2 separate regions of the Danio rerio genome follow, and region 1 is linked to region 2. A link is a contact called in public HiCAR-type data. All regions are on one chromosome and are shown on one strand. The core of a region is the stretch at or near the end of the contact, and the rest is flanking DNA. Distances in the headings are between cores, read along the strand shown.

Evidence for each region. HiCAR-type assays count read pairs that join an accessible place to other places.
Region 1: a HiCAR-type map of caudal fin shows a contact between it and region 2, with 12 times the contacts expected there. The contact joins two enhancer-like sites. A contact is called at or near these places in 3 of 18 Hi-C or Micro-C datasets (caudal fin, fibroblasts and an unstated tissue) and 1 of 4 datasets of contacts at active chromatin or transcription factors (caudal fin).

Annotation. Positions count from the first base shown.
Region 1 is chr5:33,397,398-33,401,321 of GRCz12tu, forward strand. No RefSeq gene overlaps it. Among named protein-coding and RNA genes, the nearest start is that of ier5l, 12 kb to the right of the region's middle. Within about 2 kb of position 1,329, at least 58 of the 62 cell types and tissues checked have an H3K27ac peak or open chromatin away from gene starts, as enhancers often do. A contact at or near this core is called in caudal fin, where this site is marked.
Region 2 is chr5:33,157,724-33,161,954 of GRCz12tu, forward strand. It overlaps a transcript of ntmt1 not described here. Among named protein-coding and RNA genes, the nearest start is that of ntmt1, 35 kb to the left of the region's middle. Within about 2 kb of position 2,023, at least 46 of the 62 cell types and tissues checked have an H3K27ac peak or open chromatin away from gene starts, as enhancers often do. A contact at or near this core is called in caudal fin, where this site is marked.

The sequences.
Region 1 (3,924 bases), core at 79-2,578, 240 kb after region 2:
GCTTACAAAACTATGAACAGGAAATGCTTTTTTTGCACTGGATGCATTGATAGCTTTCAATATTTTGGTTCTCTCCCAAACACTGGACTAAAAATAATAAGGGACAATAAAAGACGTCAAATTATTATTTTTTTAAATGAACATTGATTAAAATATTATATGAGAGTCAAAGTTAAACTTAAAAGTAAATTTCAATCTATGTACACTGATCTTTCATTTCACATTCAACCAATAACTGCTAACACCAGCGCTCTCTCTCAATCCCCCCTCCCTTACGTTCTGTACGGTAACAGCCATTTAATTCTGGCCGGGAGAGTGTCAAAGTGGACGCCAGTAGAGGGAGTGTATGAAGAGTGGACTGCAGATGTGACCAACCTATACGCCACTTCCTGACAATAGTTTCTTCAGTACTGAAACTCCCTACTGGGACACACACACCATCCAGCAGCACTGCAAGCTTCTGAAGAAGAGCAGGCCACTTTTTTTTTTTGCATTCAAAACATACTTCAGTGCATCTGAGCATGCGTGCATGAAAACATGAAAAACAAAGAAGCTGTGTGCTGCTAAAACATAGTACAAAACATGTAGAGTCTGCTTGGATCAAATAATTATGTGATATGCGCAATGTTCATTTAAACATCTGTGAAATTAGGTATTGACACAAATAATAAAAGTGTTCATATATTTTACTCTTTTTAACACACATTACTGTATCTAATATTGATTTGACATTTAAATATAAAGATTGATTTAAAGGTATAATTACTCCAGAAAATAACACTCGCTATTTACACCCTACAGTTGCTCCAAAGTTTTTATTATATATATTTTCTAATAATAAATAATAGAAGCCCACCACCCCCCCCCCTAAAAAAAACCCTCCATATTAGGAAAAAATGCAATAAAAATCAATAAAGACAACTTTAGAAACCCATGTTCTGCAAAATATCTTATGAAATTCATACAGACTTTGAACAAGTGGAGGGCCAGTAAATGAAATAAAATTTATATTTGGTCGAACTACCCCTTTAATGATATATTTGTTTAAAATAATTTTATTTATAATATATATCCTGAACAAATATATTCTAATAAATCCTAGGAGCAGCACAGAAATTGTGAAAATGCTGTTAATATCTCTTAGATGGTTCTTTTTTCCTGCTGGCCGTTTGAGCATGCCATTATTGGCAGAGCTGATTTGATGCTCGCATTTGCAGGGGAAATTGTTAGTTCTAATATTTCACTCACACACAGCGGTCTAAGCACTTCAAGGAGAAATGGGCCCTCTGCAGGAGAGCATTAGTAGGCGAACCTCGAAATCAACGCAAAGTGTCACCACAGCCATTGGATTCGTGACGCACACGAGCTGAAGGATAAAAATAGGGCACAAGCTGCACTCTTGAGAATGCCCGTGCTGCTAACACTTCCACGGGCCGCTCGGATATCTCTGGAAAAGGACCTATGCGAATTACATTTTTGTTAGAAATAAACATTTGCAGCGATTTCGCTCATTCTCATGCCTCTGAAGTAGTGCGTGCTGCAAGCGCAACCTCTGTCTTCCGCTGTCACCCTGCAGCGCGCACACGTGGGCGAGCTCGCGCACGCTCTGTTGAGCTGGAGGGAGGAGTAGGCACGCAAGTAAAACATGCATCCTGGCAAGTGGAACATTCACTTGCGTGACTATACCGCATTATAGAGTTTATTTTATTTAGTACGATCTGTGCCATTTAAAAATGCTGGTTCGATTGCATTGTTTACATAAACAGCCAATTAACTGTTAAATGTTACTCTTAAAAATTAATAGGTTAAATGTTGAAGCATTCTAAATACGTATAGAACATAATTATGTATATTAATATTATTAATAATAATGTTTTGTTTGCCTATATACTTTATTTCGTTATTCTTCCCACAGCTATGTGCCACGCGAGTGCGCAATGGTTTACCTATAGCGCGTGCACGCGTCCGTGCGCACGCTCCTCATATGTCCACATCCACCTAGAAGCCATCAAAAATGCACCCCCCTTCGACTGAAGAGGGTAGTGAGGAGAATAATTTCTGGCAGTGTGAGTCCAGGCACAAAACTACAGCCCTGTTTAAAATAATCTCATTTTAAATAAAACCAGATGATATTCTACCTACAGCAAAAATTATACAAAGTCTGTGTGTATTTGTAAAATCCTTGGGGTCATTATTTGTACTTTGGTTTGAACCAAGGCTGTCATTCATGTTGAAATCAATGAAATTGATTACCAGATCAAGGACAGAGCCAAAGAAAAGGGGGGAAATTCTAGGCATTAAGATTGGTAAGGCAGCTTTTGTGGTATTTTCTAGCATCTGAAATAAAGGAGACAGATCTAGGACTTGAGACAAACTTTGTAAATGTATATTAGACATAATTTGAGCACTTTTAAACTGCAATATACTGAAATGTGTATATAATAGATTTTTATTATTTAATGTGTCACATTTTAAGAGCCATTTTCTTTAAATGACTGCTTCTTAGGAATCATAATTTACTAATCATATATTTTATTGAAAGTTAGCACCTTATATTATGAGAAATCACTCTACTCTCTGGGTAAGTAATACTACGTTTGTAAGTAATACTACAAAATTTAGCTTAAACAAAATATTTAACAAAACAAAATATCTAAAGATGAATATAAAAAATGTCCTGTAATAATTTGGTGTTCTTTATAGAGCAAATGCCTAAACACAGTGTGTGTGTGTGTGTGTGTGTGTGTGTGTGTGTGTGCGTTTGTGCAAAAGATAAAAAGAGCGAGAAAAGAGTTTGAGTATGTGCGTGTGTGTGTGTGTGTGTGTGTGTGTGTGTGTGTGTGTGTGTGTGTGTGTGTACCTGTGTGAGGGAGAGATACAGCTCCCTCTTTCTTTCATTCTCTGTATCTCTCCGGTTCCCCTCCTCACCCACCCCCAACCCTTTGGTGAACACACCCTCAGTCCGTGGCATGCAGATGAGTCTCAACAGGTTACAGGAAGCTGAAATTCCAGAAGAGCTAGAAAGGCTCAGACAGGAAAGGCTGTTCAGTGAGTTCATTTGTCACATATGACATCAACTCGCAAACATTTCATAAGAAAGTCGTTGATTCTGTTAAATTGCAGTATCTTAAACAGGGATTTTTCATTTTAATTAACTGGATTATTAAAGGTGCTCTCTGTTTATTTGCCGCCATACACAGGCTATGAGACCTGCAGCAGACAATTTCAAGCCATGTAAAATTTCTAACAAATGTCATGCTTTTAACTCTTTATAATTATATTAATTGTGTTAATGTATTTGAGCTAGTTAAAATAATAAGATAGGGGGAAGTCAAAAACTGTGTATGAAGGTAAACTAATTTTTTAAAACAGTGTGAAAGGGATAGTTCACCCCCAAAATTAAAATTTTCAACATTTCTCTTTTATTATTCTTTTTTTTCTGGCAAGGACAAAATAAGATATGTAGAAGAATGTTGGAAATCCATGAACAGATATCAATGATTACCATTTTCAAATCCTGAAATATCTTCTTTTTTGTTTGGCAGAAGAAATAAACTCATACAGAACAAGTGTAGGGAACAAATGATGATGGAATTAACATTATTGGGTGTACTATGCCTTTTAAAAATGTAAATCTACTATGATGTAATCGAATACCTAAGGTACTTTTTATCTCCAACTATGGTGTTTAAAGAAATTTGGGTGTTTTTTTTAGCATACAGACATTTTACAAAAATATGAACCCATTTTTATTCTACAGCAGTTTTCAGCTAATCTGAGACAGTTTACTACTGATATCAGTCTGAGACTGATAACTACAGCCAGAAGAAAGAACAATGTGGAATTTACTGTCCTGCCTCATAAATGCTGAAATGCCTCCTACAAGTGGTAATTTATTTTTTTTTTTGTAATTTGATACAAAGA
Region 2 (4,231 bases), core at 773-3,272:
TGGTGGATTCACAAAAACAAAAACACGTAGCTCCTAGGACGTATTTGTCGCTCTTTAGAAATGTATATAGGAGTAGATTTTCAGAATGACCCTGGATTGGATATAACTAAGCCAGTTGAAAATGGTGGGTGAAATATGTCAGGACTGAGGCTGTATATTTGTGTTTTCTGATAATTCAGATGGAATGCAAACATATGAGTTATGTGACTTAAAATGCACAAATAAATAATATGATATGAAATTACAAAGTGTGACAACTTGTAGTGGTAAAGGTTGAGGCTGAGAAAACAACGCAGCAAGGTGGCAGCTAAATAGCTCTAAAATGAACTATTCTGTATCTCTTGTAAGCATTTCAATTATTGTGCTGGTGTTTTATACCACATATATTCACCAAATCAACTAAATTAGTTCCACGAAATGAAGTTTCAATAACTGTTATTGTTCTGTGGTGCAAAGAGCACCAATAGTTATAGGAACTATCAGAAGGTTCGTTGAGTATGACAGACACTTCTTACTTCCATTATATTTTTAACCATTAAATTCAATCAAATGAAACAGTAACTTTTGGGTTACTAACATTCTTTAAAATGTCTTGTTTTGTATTGTTTACACATGTTTGGAATGACAAGATGGTGAGTAAATAATGCCAAACTATAATTCTTTTAACTATCCCTTTAAATCAAGTAGAAATCTGATGACAAGGTTTAAGACCTTTAGTAATAACACGATAATAAAACATCCAAGTCTCAGAAATCTATGAATCAAAGAGTCACTAGCTTCTCTTCGTCATATTGTTTTGAGATTAGCCTCCTCTCCTCCTTCCACATAATAGTAACGGAACCTGAAAATGTGTATCAGGAAAGCAGTCATCTCCTTCCATGAGTTCTCTCCTACACCCACTGTTTCCCCCTATTACACAGAAGCCTTCAGGAAGTGCGTCATAACTAAGGAAGTACTTCCAGGAAATGGAGCCAAAGCACAAAAAAAGAAGGGAGGATACAAATATTCTGAATGGCCATCTTATTTTGTTGCTTACTTCTTTTATCAAAAGGTGCAAACAAAGATAAAAGTCTCACTAAGTCCAAAGATCCTTGAATATAATCACATCTGAAACCAAAGCAAAGTAGTGGTGTGACATCAAGGTAGGTTAAAACCAGTGAGATCTCAGTTGTGCAGTTGTGACTGTAAACCTGTGGTGGTGCTCTCATTTCAACTCACAGTAATGTGATTAATGTAGTAGCAGCTATTCACCATCAGGTGGCACTGTTAGTTAGGGCACTTTCCAGTGTTTTTGACCCAGCCCTTGCCCAGTACTCAGCGCTGCTAGCAAAGGAAGAGATGAAGTGGACTATTTGGCCCATAAAAAGTACATGGGCTGAGTTCAGTGACTGGAAATCACAGAGGAGATAGGGCAGGGAGCGGAGGTGAGTCAACCTCATCTGCCACAGCAGGACTCATGCTTTTAGCACCAAAGCACTCATCAACACACTTTGTCAATTTAAAAAAAATTAAAGTTGTTCCTGTTTACCAACTATAATTCTTGTAACAAATTCCATGAGTTTCTTGGATCAATGACAAGAAATTGCATTCAACCGTAATGCCTCAAAAATGTCACTGTACAGTTCTACGCTGCTCAACCTCAAGCCTGGGTTTTGTGTGTTTGTTCTCCAAGTTAAACAGCCAACCCTTATGAACACAACTTTTAGAAGCTCAAATGAAGTTATTCTACCAGACTTTATGTTGTTGGGGTGCTTTGGCGAAACGTAGAGGCATAAAGAAGAGCTGGATGGTTGTGTACTCTAGGCAAAACTGTCTCTGACAGAGTTAGCTTTAATGTGTGCTCTAAAACCTCTTCAGCTCCAGAGCAGCACCGCTCTTGTTTACCAGGAAGAGACTGACGTGGGATGTTACATAAGATTGAGTCTGCCTTTCACAAAAAGTAGTAAGGGGCAATCTTTACAACCTGCTTGTTGTATGTTAAGTAGGCTACACCAGCCTAGGAAGCAGTATCACCTTCTGTGTTGGGTGTGTGTTGTGCTAAATAGGCTGAATGTCTCTGAAGGGTGTGGCAAAGCAGGCATGTGAGTGTGTGTGTGTGTGTGTGTGTGTGTGTATCTATGTGTGTGTGCGTGCGTGCATGCGTGTGTGTGTGTTCACATGTGTTGTGCACTCACTGCCGGAAATTTAATCCAAAATTTCTTACTACTGATATAAAATTCTTATTTTACAGCCAAGTTGAAAAGGTATGTTGTGTATACTGTAAACTCACACTTTTTGGTCACATCAATAACCCATGATTATTTTTTTCCTATTTAAAATATAAAAATGTTTACAGAGTGATATTTTAATGATCCCTTAACTTTCTGATCAGTTGTTTTACAAAATATGTTTTAATGTTTCAATATAATGTTAATATATGCTTTCTTTGTGAATTTATGTTTTGAGTTTTTATAATAAATGTCACATCCATGACGTTGGAATTGCTCCCATACTTTAGTATAAGTCACAAACTTCTGGTTGGTCTTTCATTACTATAATTTTTAGCTTTTTTTTCAAGTATGAAAACATTTTTGCACCTAATGTCCAGTCACCTTATAACAGATAACTGTGATTGACTGTTTGTATAAGTATTCTTTGTTTATATGGACTGTTCCACAAAAATGTTACCACAAAGGAAGGACAATTCTGAAGACTAAAAAAGGTACCTTTTTAGCCTGGAAAAATTTAAAATGCAGGGGCCTTAAAGGGCCTAGGGCTCAGAGGAACCAGATGTTCAGAGGCATAATATCTCAAAATGAACCAAAGTATAAACCACAATGTGGCATTCACTTCTATTAAATGTATTCATTTATGATCAGTTTAACTCCATCTGCATATCTTTTAGCTTGAAACATTTTATGATTTCTCTATATTCATTCATTTTCTTTTCGACTTAGTCCCTTTATTTTTCTGGGGTGGACACAGAGGAATGATCCGCCAACTTATCCAGCATATGTTTTACACAGCCGCAACCCATCACTGGGAAACATCCATACACTCTCATTCACACTCATAAACAGATAATTTTAGCATACCCAATTCATCTGTACCACATGTCTTTGGATTTGTAGGGGAAACCGGAGCACCTGGAGGAAACCCACGCCAATACGGGGAGAACATTCAAACTCCACACAGAAATGCCAACTGACCCAGCCGAGGCTCGAACCAGCGACCTTCTATATATTCTTCTATATATATATTTAGGGGAATAATACTTAAATATTTAAACAATATAAAATCTGTACAAAATGTAGTTTAGTTTGTTAGACAACAAAAATAATGTTAGCCTATTGTATATTTAACCGATCCAATCTATGTTTACATAAGTTTACTAAGCTTGCTAGTACAACTTAAACATTTGGTTGTAAACTTTACTCCCTTAAAACATGATTAACAATGATCTGTTTTCATGACAAAAGTAAAATTGTAATATCAGGCTATAAACACTGCTCAGCATATAATAATATTTTCTTTAAAATTATTACTTTCTACAGGATGCTTTATAATAATATTTTTGTGTATATAGATTAGATTAGTCGGTACCAAAGACAAAATTGGATCTAACAAAAAAAATTTAAATCACAGTTCAAAAATTAGTACACCCAAAATAATATGTGGGAAAAAAATATTAAATACAATTTTAATAAACAGGAAAAATTAAGAGAAACATAATATAAAAATATATAAAATGTTTTATTATTTTGCAATATCTCCTTTGAAGTTAAATGTAACATCTTTCTATTCCTAAAGATCTTAATTGACCAAACTCTTCATTTAATGGATATGCCTGTTCAAAAAAATAGTTTTGTTTAAACGCACCAAAATAAATTGTTTACATTCACTGAGAAATGGTTGAAAAAATATTAATTCAAGGGGTGAATTCATTTATGTATATATCCAATGAGTGGATCTCTAATAATATTATACTACACTATACAGTGGATCTCTAACAAAACAGTTCAAAATCGTTCTAAAGTTCTAACAAGGGCAATACGGTGGCGCAGTAGGCTGTGATGTCGCCTCACAGCAAGAAGGTCGCCGGTTTGAGCCTCGGCTGGGTCAGTTGGCATTTCTGTGTGGAGTTTGCATGTTCTCGTGGGTTTCATCCGGGTGCTCAGGTTTGCCCCACAAGTCCAAAGTCATATGCTAAAATTGTCCATAGTGTATGTGCGTAAATGAGAGTGTATGGGTG